Regions from separate parts of the Hordeum vulgare genome. Here region 2 is linked to region 1. The links are chromatin contacts, called in public Hi-C maps. All regions are on one chromosome and are shown on one strand. The core of a region is the stretch at or near the end of the contact, and the rest is flanking DNA. Distances in the headings are between cores, read along the strand shown.

Region 1 (2,700 bases), core at 41-2,540:
CAGATACACCTTGAGAAAGAAACCTATAATCTTCTTCATCACCTGACTGAATCTGATTTGTCACCCATCATCATCTCAATCTCCTCGATTGAGCCTCCCTCCTCATCCAGGACTGCCAAACTCGATGATCGGCAAGTGAAGTAGAATACAGCACTCATCATTGAATCGATGAGCATCACGAAAGAGTACATGAGGATCAGCAATGGCCCCTCCCAGAGCCGAGATGAGCCATCCCCATAACTCAACGTCTTCACCCTGTGCTCAAACAGGCCCTCGACGAAGGCCAGACCAATGGTGGATACAAGAAAGATGAGCAGCCCCACATGGGTTTGTCCGCGCATCAGCTGCACCGACCGGCGCAGCGCATTGACCCCGGCCACGTCCTCAAGAACGGCAATGACTCCGCCGAGGCTGCACACTATGATGGTGTGCGCGTACACGATGGAGAACGCAAGCACCGTGAGGAGGCCCGCGGAGACGACAATGTCCGGCGGGTAGAGCATGGACTTGAGCGTGGAGCAGACGGTGACGAGGAGGGCGAGGAAGGCGGCGAGGCAGGCGGCGACGGCGGCGCACGAGAGGCCGTAGGTGGCGGCGAGGCGCGGCCAGGCGCGGCGCGCGAGGAGGGAGAGGTCGGCAGCCGGGAGGGGCTTGCCCGCGTAGACGGCCGCCACGGTGTAGGCGACGGCGGCGCGGGCGGCAAGGAGGAGCGTGAGGAGCGCCGGGAAGGAGACGACGGCGGCGACGAGCGTGGCGGCGAGGTGGTGCGCGAGCTGCTTGACGAAATGCGTGACGGGGACGCCCGAGTCGGCCGCGGCGACGAGGAGGCGGCGCGCGAGCGGCAGCACGGCGGCGCCCTCGAGCGCGGCGGCGGACAGGAGGAGGATCCCGGAGGCCGGGCAGAGCAGGAGGAAGAGCACGTAGGTGAAGGCGTGCGGGTCGGCGCGCAGCACGCGCACCGTCTCCCGCAGGATCTCCAGCGCGTTCATCGCCGGCAGCCGCACCGCCGCGGCCCCGCCCCCGTTCCGCGGGGGTGCCATCCCGCCGCTCCTCCGGGCCCGGGTCAGATCCGGGGCGAGATCAGGCTCTTCGGGCGACGACGTGCTCCGGCCAGCCCCCGCGCGCCAGGCAATGCGCCGCGGTGCGGAATGCGGCCGAGTGGCGGGCGGCGCGGGGTGGGATCCCGAGGGGCGGCAATGGAGTGGGGGGTGGGGGTGGGGGTGGAGGTGGAGGTGGAGGGGGTAGAAGCTTCTCCGGAGCAGAGATCGAGGGCTTTTGTTGAAGGGGGACGACGACGCGAGGGGAGAGAGAGGGTGACCCTGACACAGACTACCGACAGTTTACTACTGGTTTCTATGACACGTGGGACCCACCAGGGGGAAAGTTCCTTTCCGGCACTGCCATGTGGGGGCGGGTGGAGGCCTGGAGCTGGGTGAAGCTTCGTGGCACGCTCGTGTAGAGTGGGTCTCGTGCCTTGGTTTCCGCGCTGTGCAGTTTTCTCGTGCGGGTCAGTGGCGAGGCCATGGGGATCAACTGGGTCGCCTTCGTTTTGGGCAGAGACACTCATGAACAACGATGGCCACTGGCCTACTTTTTTGATGGCCTCGATGGCCACTGGTCTAAATAACGCTTGCGAATGCCGCTTTGGTTGACGCACATGTACGTAAGTCATTATCGTTACCGCTATAGGAAGCATGACTGATAGGAAGGCCACAAAACCGGCCCACTTGTTGGTTTGAGGGAGGGTCTTACACTAGAGAACTCACTCAATGATGCAAATAGCTACTCAAGCACTGAATCTGAAAGAGGGAAATGCCCTTTGTTTTCTTTCTTCTTCTAAATATATATATATTAATATGGCGGTATCCAGTCTTTGCATCAACAAGATGTTTGAAAGATATCCATGATGAACACAGCCTGAAAAAATAAAGACCTCATCACAATGAGCAACTCCTCTTAACGGAACAGACATACAAACCACCATCAAAGACAACATCCGAAAAACATAAAAGGTCTGCAAAGGCGATGCCTCTAGGGAGAAAACAATGCACAAGCAACGACACACCGTCGTTGCGTGTTCCAGCATCTTAGATTTTCATCCTCGAAAAAGTAGCTCTCGAAACAATACTTTCACCAAGGTAATTACCACGGACAACAAAGGAAGATCAAATTTTAAGTTTTCACTCTGAAAGAAGTCACGACTCGACATCCGAGGAGCATCACAAAAAATGAAATCCTCTAGTGCTGTCGGCCCCACTTGTCAGTGCTGCTTGCAAAAGTTATCAAACAACTGGCTGACTCCGTTGCGTCCAAGGCCCCCCTCCGCCTTACTGATACTCCGATCTCAGTCACCATGACTTTCTCCACCGTTGTCCATGCCATGAAAATCAAGATACCGACATGTGTCATGGTGTTAACAAACAAACAGAGCTTCGTGTCACATCCTCATGGAGCCACGTAAGCTAATATGGACGTGCACGACCAAATTCTATCTCATCCATATATCCTTGTGCAAGATCTCTTGCAGCCGTCCCGAAACATGTCAACGGCCAGATCGAGGAGGATTGATCATGTAGATCGTTGTCATAATGCGATAAGAGCACTAGAACCGCCACTACACCGCTGCCTCCACCATGCAAACACAATCGCCTCCATGACGAAGGACACCGGCCCGCGCTGCGTACAACATCCATCGCCACC
Region 2 (2,700 bases), core at 141-2,640, 660 kb after region 1:
AAAGAAGCCCTTAACGTCCCGAAGAATCCTATTGCTAATTGATTCCTCATTTTTGTCATCATCACACGTATCATCCAAATGTACAACCTAATTAATGATAATTGAGTTTTGCTTCGCAGAAAAACATGTCATTTCGTCTCCCGGTGCAACGCACGGGCATGTTTTGCTAGTAATCCCAATTCGCGTTTGGATATTTGGACCGGTCGGCTGGTTCTGAAACAAGGAAATACTAGATGCTGTGACGTTATCGCAATTGCACTCAAGCTTGGGATTAGGATTGAGTGTCGCGGGCTGACAGCGCCCAGAGCAGATTCCTGCTCTCTGCACCCGTCGCTTCTCCCGCACGGGAGAGACACGGACGACAGGCAGCGCTTTGTAGCAGTTGGAACCCCAAAAGCAGCCCCGGCCTTGTCCATCGCGGGCGGAAAGCTGGGGCCACCGGGACACGCGACCCAGCGCCCGAGAGGCACGGCCATGGCGCCGCGACGCACGCACGCTCTCCCTCCCTCTCTCTCTCTCTGCCGCTTGCCGCTGCATGGCCGCTGGCTTCTGGTTCTGCAAAAGGAGAGAAAAGAAAGATGCCGGGGCATGCATAGGCTCCGGAGCTCGCTCAAGGCCTTTCCCTCGCGCATGGAAAGCCGTGTCCCCTGTTTCCCGGGCCGCCCACCTAATCTGCCGCTAACCTCCGATTCTTCACTCACTAAACCCCTCAGCAAAAAGCGACATGGACACCTGTGCGTGCCTTGTCCGGGACTCCCACAGTCCCAATTCTTAATCCCCCCAAGATTAACCTACCATCTCCACAACATAAGACATGGAGATGGAGATGATATTTGACTATTTATTTTGACATGGAGATGGCTTGAAGTTTGAACCACATTTTATTTCTTTTGGCACTTGGAACCAGTTGTAATAATTTCACTTCGAAACAGAGTAGTGCCAGCAAGCAACGAATGGGTCAGGGACAAGAGCCCGAACGGACCTTCTGCTGATGTCTGCGCCTGCTGCCCGCTGTTGCCGAGATTCTCTGCGTGTGGCAACCATTCCTACCCTTTCAGTCATGCGGTATACATGGCCGAATGATTGTGTCCTCGCAGCCCCTCTCCTCCCCTCGCTCGCTAGGGCAGTATAAAGGGCTTTCCCCAACTTTGACTGTTGCACATTCATTCTCCCCGTCAAAACGACGCGTGCTACGCCAGTCTGCAAATGCGCTCAGGTTTTCTCTCGGCCGCGCGCGCTGTTACATTGGCATTGGCAGCAGCAGAGCAGAGCAGTACGTAGCACACCAACCTTCTCTGGTGCACGCAGACACACACACACAGAGCGGCAGGGTACAGCCCACTGATCCATCCATCCATCCACTCTGTCTGGTGTCCTCTTGCCCCCATGAATGCATGAGATGGCCAGCCACAGGTTTCTTTTCTTCTTCCTCCTCCTCTCGGCGCTGCTCGCGAGGGTGGCGGCCGGAGGGGACGGCCACGCCGCCGGCACGAGCGGGGCGCGCCCGCCGGACGTGGCGTTCGACGTGCGGGCGAGGAAGTGGTGGCCGCGCGTCCCGGCGACGGACGGCCTCGTCAGGGGCAGCGAGCGCCGGGTGCCCAACTCCTCCGACCCGCTCCACAACCGCTGACGTGATCACACCGCCGCTGCCTGCTCCGATCCATGGCGCTCTCGCATCGCCCCTCTAGTCTAGATCAGAGGCCCAAGATGCGCATACAAATGTGGTAGCTCATTTTGCCTTTTGTCGGCTCCACTGTTTTGTAATGAGAAAAATTGATCGGCGTTTTGCCGGGCTGTGCATACACATTTCACATTTCCTTCTTAGATGCAGTTTGCAGTGAGCAATTCGATTTTATTTTGTTTTCGCTTCAGTTTCTGCAAAAAAAGACCGGCCACGGTCCACGGACCCACCTGTCAGCCTACACCCCCGAAGGCTTCGCCTCTCCGGTCTCCGCCTCCGCTGCGGCAAAATATCAAACGGCTTGCGCGCGCGACCCACCAGTCCAGTGAGAGTGACCCACAGCAACCGCCGCCCGATGTCCGTCGCCCTCGCCGTGGCCGACGACGTGTGGGCGCAGATCAAGGCCGCGGGGCACGCCACCGACGAGCACCTGTCCATGTAAGTGAATCCAAACATGCCGGCCGGCACCGCCCGTCTTGCTCGGTTGTTATTCGAGAGTGCACGCCTCGCCGTCTCGGGCGCCTGACCGGGTTCTGGTGTGCGTGCAGCCTCGACCACCTGTTCGACAAGAACATGCTGCGCGCCTGCAAGATCCTCGACGAGGGCGGCGTCCGCCGCGTCACCGGCGCGCCCAGCGGCCGCTCGCTCTTCCTGGTCGGCTCCCGCGCCTTACCTTTCGGCTCCCACGGGGTGCTCGTGTTGTGGCCACCGAACTAGCAGGCGATCCGTCGGTTGACGACGGCTTGTTTTGGTTTGGCGCTGCAGGTGATGGGGGAGTCCAAGAGGAAGGAGGAGTACATCTGCTTCCCGGAGCACCTCTGCACCTGCTACTCCTTCTTCTATGACATCGTCGGCCGCGGCGACCAGCTCTGCGTAAGTGCCGTCTCTGTTACTTCGTCCGGCCATATTACTCACCGAGTCTTCGTGAAATTCTCGGTTAGACTAATGGATGTATTTGGAATCCAAAATAAAATAAGCATTGGGCTGTTGCAGCTGCAATTGGTAGCAGCTCTTGGCTA

The links. A called contact is a pair of places that touch in the nucleus more often than the background predicts.
Region 2: a Hi-C map of seedling shows a contact between it and region 1, with 6 times the contacts expected there. The contact joins the promoter of LOC123425472 here to the promoter of LOC123429753 in region 1. A contact is called at or near these places in 2 of 6 Hi-C or Micro-C datasets (leaf and seedling).

The regions. Positions count from the first base shown.
Region 1 is chr2H:119,638,918-119,641,617 of MorexV3_pseudomolecules_assembly, forward strand. It overlaps LOC123429753, which reads right to left and starts at 1,291. Exons shown (of 1, transcript XM_045113753.1): 1 at 1-1,291. The coding sequence starts at 1,040. The coding sequence ends at 39.
Region 2 is chr2H:120,300,189-120,302,888 of MorexV3_pseudomolecules_assembly, forward strand. It overlaps LOC123425472, which reads left to right and starts at 1,391. Exons shown (of 1, transcript XM_045109175.1): 1 at 1,391-1,824. The coding sequence starts at 1,391. The coding sequence ends at 1,630. LOC123425470 (zinc finger SWIM domain-containing protein 7) reads left to right here and starts at 1,641. Exons shown (of 5, transcript XM_045109174.1): 1 at 1,641-1,724; 2 at 1,873-2,119; 3 at 2,230-2,335; 4 at 2,447-2,554. The coding sequence starts at 2,037.